Linked DNA regions of Rattus norvegicus: region 1 is linked to region 2. A link is a contact called in public Hi-C data. All regions are on one chromosome and are shown on one strand. Each heading gives the region's core, a stretch centred on a gene start, on an enhancer-like site or on the middle of the called end of the contact. The rest is flanking DNA. Distances are from core to core; before and after follow the strand shown.

What was found. Hi-C and Micro-C count contacts between places; a contact is called where the count stands out from the background.
Region 1: a contact with region 2 is called in a Hi-C map of kidney, with 5 times the contacts expected there. The contact joins two enhancer-like sites. A contact is called at or near these places in 10 of 12 Hi-C or Micro-C datasets (the A7r5 cell line, the Rat2 cell line, Schwann cells and 5 more).

Annotation. Positions count from the first base shown.
Region 1 is chr5:118,590,429-118,593,128 of GRCr8, forward strand. No RefSeq gene overlaps it. Among named protein-coding and RNA genes, the nearest start is that of Kank4, 11 kb to the left of the region's middle. Within about 2 kb of position 1,428, at least 1 of the 93 cell types and tissues checked has an H3K27ac peak or open chromatin away from gene starts, as enhancers often do. A contact at or near this core is called in kidney, where this site is marked.
Region 2 is chr5:118,480,310-118,483,039 of GRCr8, forward strand. No RefSeq gene overlaps it. Among named protein-coding and RNA genes, the nearest start is that of L1td1, 7.0 kb to the right of the region's middle. Within about 2 kb of position 1,427, at least 2 of the 93 cell types and tissues checked have an H3K27ac peak or open chromatin away from gene starts, as enhancers often do. A contact at or near this core is called in kidney, where this site is marked.

The DNA.
Region 1 (2,700 bases), core at 178-2,677, 110 kb after region 2:
CACAATGTAATCTCATCATCATCCCAATGCGAGATAGGGTTTAGCCATTTTCTCTTAACTCCAGGTGTCTGGGGATTTCCTTGTAGGGGTGGTTCTGAGGCTAAGGTCCTGTTCCTCAATGGGTTCTCGGTCTGTCAGTAAAGAAGCCATGGGTCAATTGCTGGGTGGAAGGAATAGTTGGGACTTCCTAGTCCCTGGAGACAAGAGACAGACCTGAGGAAAGGTGAGGAGAGGAGAGGAGAGGAGAGGAGAGGAGAGGAGAGGAGAGGAGAGGAGAGACAGAGTTCTCTATGCAAGGAGAGGAGAGGCAGAGTTCAGAGTTCACCATGCTTTGGAGATAGAAAAAGGAGCCATGTAAGATCTCAGAAGGAGTGGCGGCCTGTGACCACGCCTACAGGCAGGTGCTTGGGGATGTTTAGTCGGGATTAGATGTAACTGAGTGACTAAACTTTAGGGCAGGTGGGAAGTGCAGAGCTAAGGGTATTGATAAGGGCACTCTAGCCATGGGAGTTCAGTAATGCCCAGCAATTGTGCCAAGAAGGCAAGTTGAAAATGAACAATATGCAGGTCTGTGTCTTTTATCCTTGGATTCAAGGGAAACTGGGTGGGGGCTGGTAGCACAGCCCAGTCTTATTCTCAGAGCTTAGGCAAGGTAGAAAAGCTACAGGCTACATTCCCTTGATTAATGAAGTATAGTAGAAGTGATGCTATGGGACTTCTGAGGTACAATTGGTGATGCCATTCCCACCCTATTCATTGGCAAACTAGAGAATCTCATGTAAGAAGCCAGACTACCCTGAGACCACTCTATGGTGAGAAGGCTAAGCTGCCTAGAGCGCCTGTGAGTAGGTCTCTGGTCAGAGCACCTGGTCTTTGCATCATCACCCTTACTCAGGAGGTAGATGTGAAAGCCTTTAAATGATTCTAGCCCACAGATGTAAAGTCATTCTTAGATTTCAAAGTCCTCCCAGACAAGGCTCTGAGTTCAGAGTAGAAACAACCCAGCTCTCTGACTTTCTAAACCCATGAGCACGGTAAGATGTCTTATGCCAATACCTAAGACTGCAACTTCAGAGAAGGCAGTGTGCATGGTGTGGTCAGGACAGATGACAGACAGCTATCCCAGGGAGAGGAGGATTGACCAGACGGAGGGGAGTGAGGAAAGCCAGGGTGAAAGATGACGAGAGAGGGCTTAGGGGATTGTTGTTGGGTGGAGTAGTAGAAAAGAAAATATCAGCAGAGCCAGGGATGACACTAAGAGGGTAACACATGGGGAGTTGAGCAGAGCGGGAACGAAGGGTTTGGCTTGAGGGATTTCTGCTGGGACCAGAAGAAATGAATGGAATTTGTTGAAGACAACAGCTGAGTAATATAGCGGAGCTGTGGCCAGGAGGACTATGGACTGAAGGAGGGCAAGGTCCAAGGAACTGAGGTCCCTTGCAAGCCAAGGTACAGGGGTCATGAAGACGAGGCATGAAATAGCTGAGCAGAAGGAAAAATGAACCAGAGATCGAGGTTCCAGCTCATGGCCAAGCCCTTGCCAAGCCCTGGGGCTGGTGGCTGACATGAAATCCCAGGAGGAAAGAAACTCCCAGAGATGTCTAGGCTGATCAACTGTTAACCCAGGATGTAAAATTTCCAGGGATGCCGTGGGATTTGGGATGGAGGAAAGGAGAACCAGCAGGCCTTGAGTGGCTGTGAAGAGTGTTGGCCAGTTGGGAGAGGTGGGTAGCCTGAGACTCACAAAAACGTTGTGAGTAGACAAACAGTAGTGAGGAAGAGGGGGCCAGGGCAATCCAGCCACCATTTCTGTCTCCAAGTTTCATGGCTCTAGTAAACATTTTTCCCTTGAAGAAATAAAAATCTTTTTTTTTTTTTCGGAGCTGGGGACCGAACCCAGGGCCTTGCGCTTGCTAGGCAAGCGCTCTACCACTGAGCTAAATCCCCAACCCAATAAAAATCTTTTTATTTTATTCTATTTTATTTGGTAAGACTACAGTCTTAGCTGTCCTGGAATTCACTCTGTAGACCAGGCAGCCTTGAACTCACAACTCAAACATCTGCCTGCCTCTGTCTTCTGAGTGCTGGGATTAAAGGCACGTGCCATCACTGCTGAGCAAAATGAAAACTTCTGTTAGGACAAATATGAGAGTCTTCTCTGGGAATAGGGGGTGGAGAGAGAGAAGAGTAATGAGATGAATCCTCATGGGAAGAAAGCAAGAGTTAGGACAGGCAGGGGCCCCAGAACAAACAGCAAGTAGAGGGTTTAATGGCTATGTAGGAGTTGGACCATCAATGAGCAAGAAATGTAAGGAGTAAAAGTAAGGGTCAAGGGAGGAAGGCAAGGGTTAATGCGGCAGGGACCTTTTTTCTTCTGGAGCCCCTGTTTTAGTCAGGGTCTACCATAGAGCATTCAGAGGCCACAGCTTGTGTTAGGAGGCCCAGGAGAGTCAAAGTCTCACTCCCCCGAGCTCAGTTCTTTTCACCGTACTCCAATTCAGCAATCTCCCCCTTAGTTCCTACACTAGAGTCTGGAGGTGCCCATAGTTGACAGTGTGATCCAAGGCTACTTTTCTGGCAAGGGCACCGTTGGAGAGAGGATTCCTTTGCTGGGGGTGATGCCTGACTCCAAGACCCCTTAGCCAGCCTGGGCATCTTACATCAGGAAGTTCCAGAGATCAATGGTTCTTCCTGTTATGA
Region 2 (2,730 bases), core at 177-2,676:
TCTAACTTTATTTTGTCCAGTGTCCTGTTACAATGCAGAAATCTGGGCTGAGGGTGATAGAGCGCCCTCTTCTGACTTTGGAGGGTATTGCGTACACATGAACTTTGTTTCCTTTTCTTTATTTTCTTATAAAGGCTAACATTTATTTGGGCCTGGTTTACAGTTTCAGAGGTTTAGCCCATTATGATCATAGTGTGGCAGCGTGCAGACAGACATGGTGCTGGGGGAGGAGCTGAGAGTTCTGCATCTTGACTCCAAGGCAGCCAGGAGAAGACTGAACTATATTTTAAAACAATAAAAGTTACAACCTTGGGGCTGGAGAGACGGCTCAGTGGTTAAGAGCACTGTCTGCTCTTCCAGAGGTCCTGAGTTCAATTCCCAGCAACCACATGGTGGCTCACAACCATCTGTAATGAGATCTGATGCCCTCTTCTGGTGTGTCTGAAGACAGCTACAATAAATCTTTTTTAAAAAGTTACAGTCTTTTAAAGGAGATTTATGCACTTACTTTATATGTGTTTGCTTGCATGAGTTTACATGTACCACACAGATGTAATGACCCAAGTGGGCCAGCACAGAACCTCCGACTTCCTAGACCTGGAATAACGGCTGTGAGACACGGTGTGGGTTCTCTGCAAGGGCAGTGAGTGCTGTTAATGCTTCGGCCATCTCCCCAGCCTTCAGAAGTAAACCTTTTTGTTTGTTTTTGTGTTTGTTCACTTTTGGTTCTTTTGAGACTGGGTTTCTCCTAGCTGTCCTGGAACTCCCTCCGTAGACCAGGCTGGCCTTAAACTCAGAGATCCACCAGCCTCAGCCTCTCAAGAGTTTTTTATTTTATTTTATACTCTATTACTGTTTTTAGTCGTGGAGGGGTGTTAACATGAGTGCATCATATCCTTCAGGAGCTGGAGTTACAGTTATAAGCCACTCGATGCGGGTGCTGGGAATTGAACTTGGGTCCTATGGAAGAGTAGCGAGTGCTCTTAACTACTGAGTTCTGTCTGCAGCTCCTTTGTTTCATGGGGTCTCACTCTGTAGTGCTGGACGTCTAGAACTCACTGTGTAAACCCAGGCTGGCCTCTGACTCAGAGAGATCTACCTGTCTCTGCCACTTGAGTGCTGGAATTAAAGGCATATGCTACCACACTGGCCAAAAAAAAAAAAAAAAAAAATGCCTAAATTTTGAGTTTTCAAGAGTTTCTATCCCTGTAGACCAAGCTGGCCTTGAACTCACAGAGATCTGCCTGCCTCTGCCTCCTGAGTGCTTGAATTAAAGGCATGTGCCACCACTGCCCGGCCCTAAAAAACTTTTAAGTGAAAATAAATCTTTTTTATTTAAAGAGATAGCTGGCTTTGCTTACAGGAGCGCTCCTCCCCTACCTTGCTGAGTGGTCAGCTTTACTCTGTCCATTGTAATCCTGCCCTGCGTACCTCTGTAATCTTCTGTCCAAAGTCCTAGCAACCCTTCCAAGTCAGCAGCTTCAAACTCCAACAAGGAGAAAGTGGCCATTTTAAAGACAATGAAGTCGGTCTTTTGGAGAAGCCCACAACCCAGAGCCTTATACGTCTTCTATTTAAAATGTCTTTTAGTAAATTTCAATTCGGCTTCATAGCGGCTCCTCTTCCTGAATTCTTTTCTGCATGAAACCAAGGGTAGGCTTTTAGCTGAGTTGGGTACCTAAGAAAATAATGGAACTCAGCTGCTAAAACTGAGCGCTCCAGGCAGGGAAGGCCATTCTGTTCAAGCACCTTCCGGTCAAGAATGAAATCCGGTAAAGGTATCCTTGCAATCTTCTGATTACCCCTGCTGCGGGGCTTTGGAATAAGAAGCCTGAGATACCTCAGGTGACCGCGTGGTGGCGCAAGAGGCACCGTGAGTGTGAGGCTTTTGATCAGCGCTCCTGGCAGGTGGGTATGGAATCTGGCAGGAAAGATCCGTAGTTTCGTAACTCTGAAACCCAGTTCTCAGAATATCAGCCCCACATCCAAGCAAGCTCTCGACAGCACGAGAAGGAATATATTACTTGCGATTGGTGTTTAGTCCCTAAGACCAGGTTTTATTACATTTCCAATCCTCCCCTTCCGGTTAACCAGCTGGATCAGTTGCTCTTAACACTGCACAATGATACATGCATGTGAGTGTTTGGGGGCTTTGGTCCCCACCCTATCCTTTCTCTTTACATGTTGGGGAGCCTTGTTGCTAGAACGTACCCTGTTATCCTGTGTATGTAGCACATTGTAAATGGTACTGAGCATGAAGTTAATACTGGCAATTTGAACAGTTAATAAAACTGATCTTCGCTGAGGACGTAACTCAGCTGGTATCCTCACATGCAGAGAGCCCTGGGTTCCATTGCTGGCATAAACTAGGGAGGGTGGCACATGCCTGTCATCTGAGCATTCAGGACACAGGAAGATCAGGAGTTCAAAGTCATCCTAAGCTACATAGCAAGTTTGGGCTACATAAAACTGCTTCGACCTAAACCCACGGATAAGATACAATAAGGCTTTTCTTGTATCTGAAGACTGCATTAACCTGGCTGTGTTGGGTTCAGGAGCTGGGAACAGAATGAGATATGTTTGCAGATCAGCCCGGCTCTTAGGAGGGCCTGAACTGCTGCAAACTGAGGCCAACTTGTTCTACACAGCAAGTTTCAAGCCATTCAAGCCAGCCAGAACCATACAGTGATATCCTTCCCCCCCCCCCCATTCACATACACACACACACAC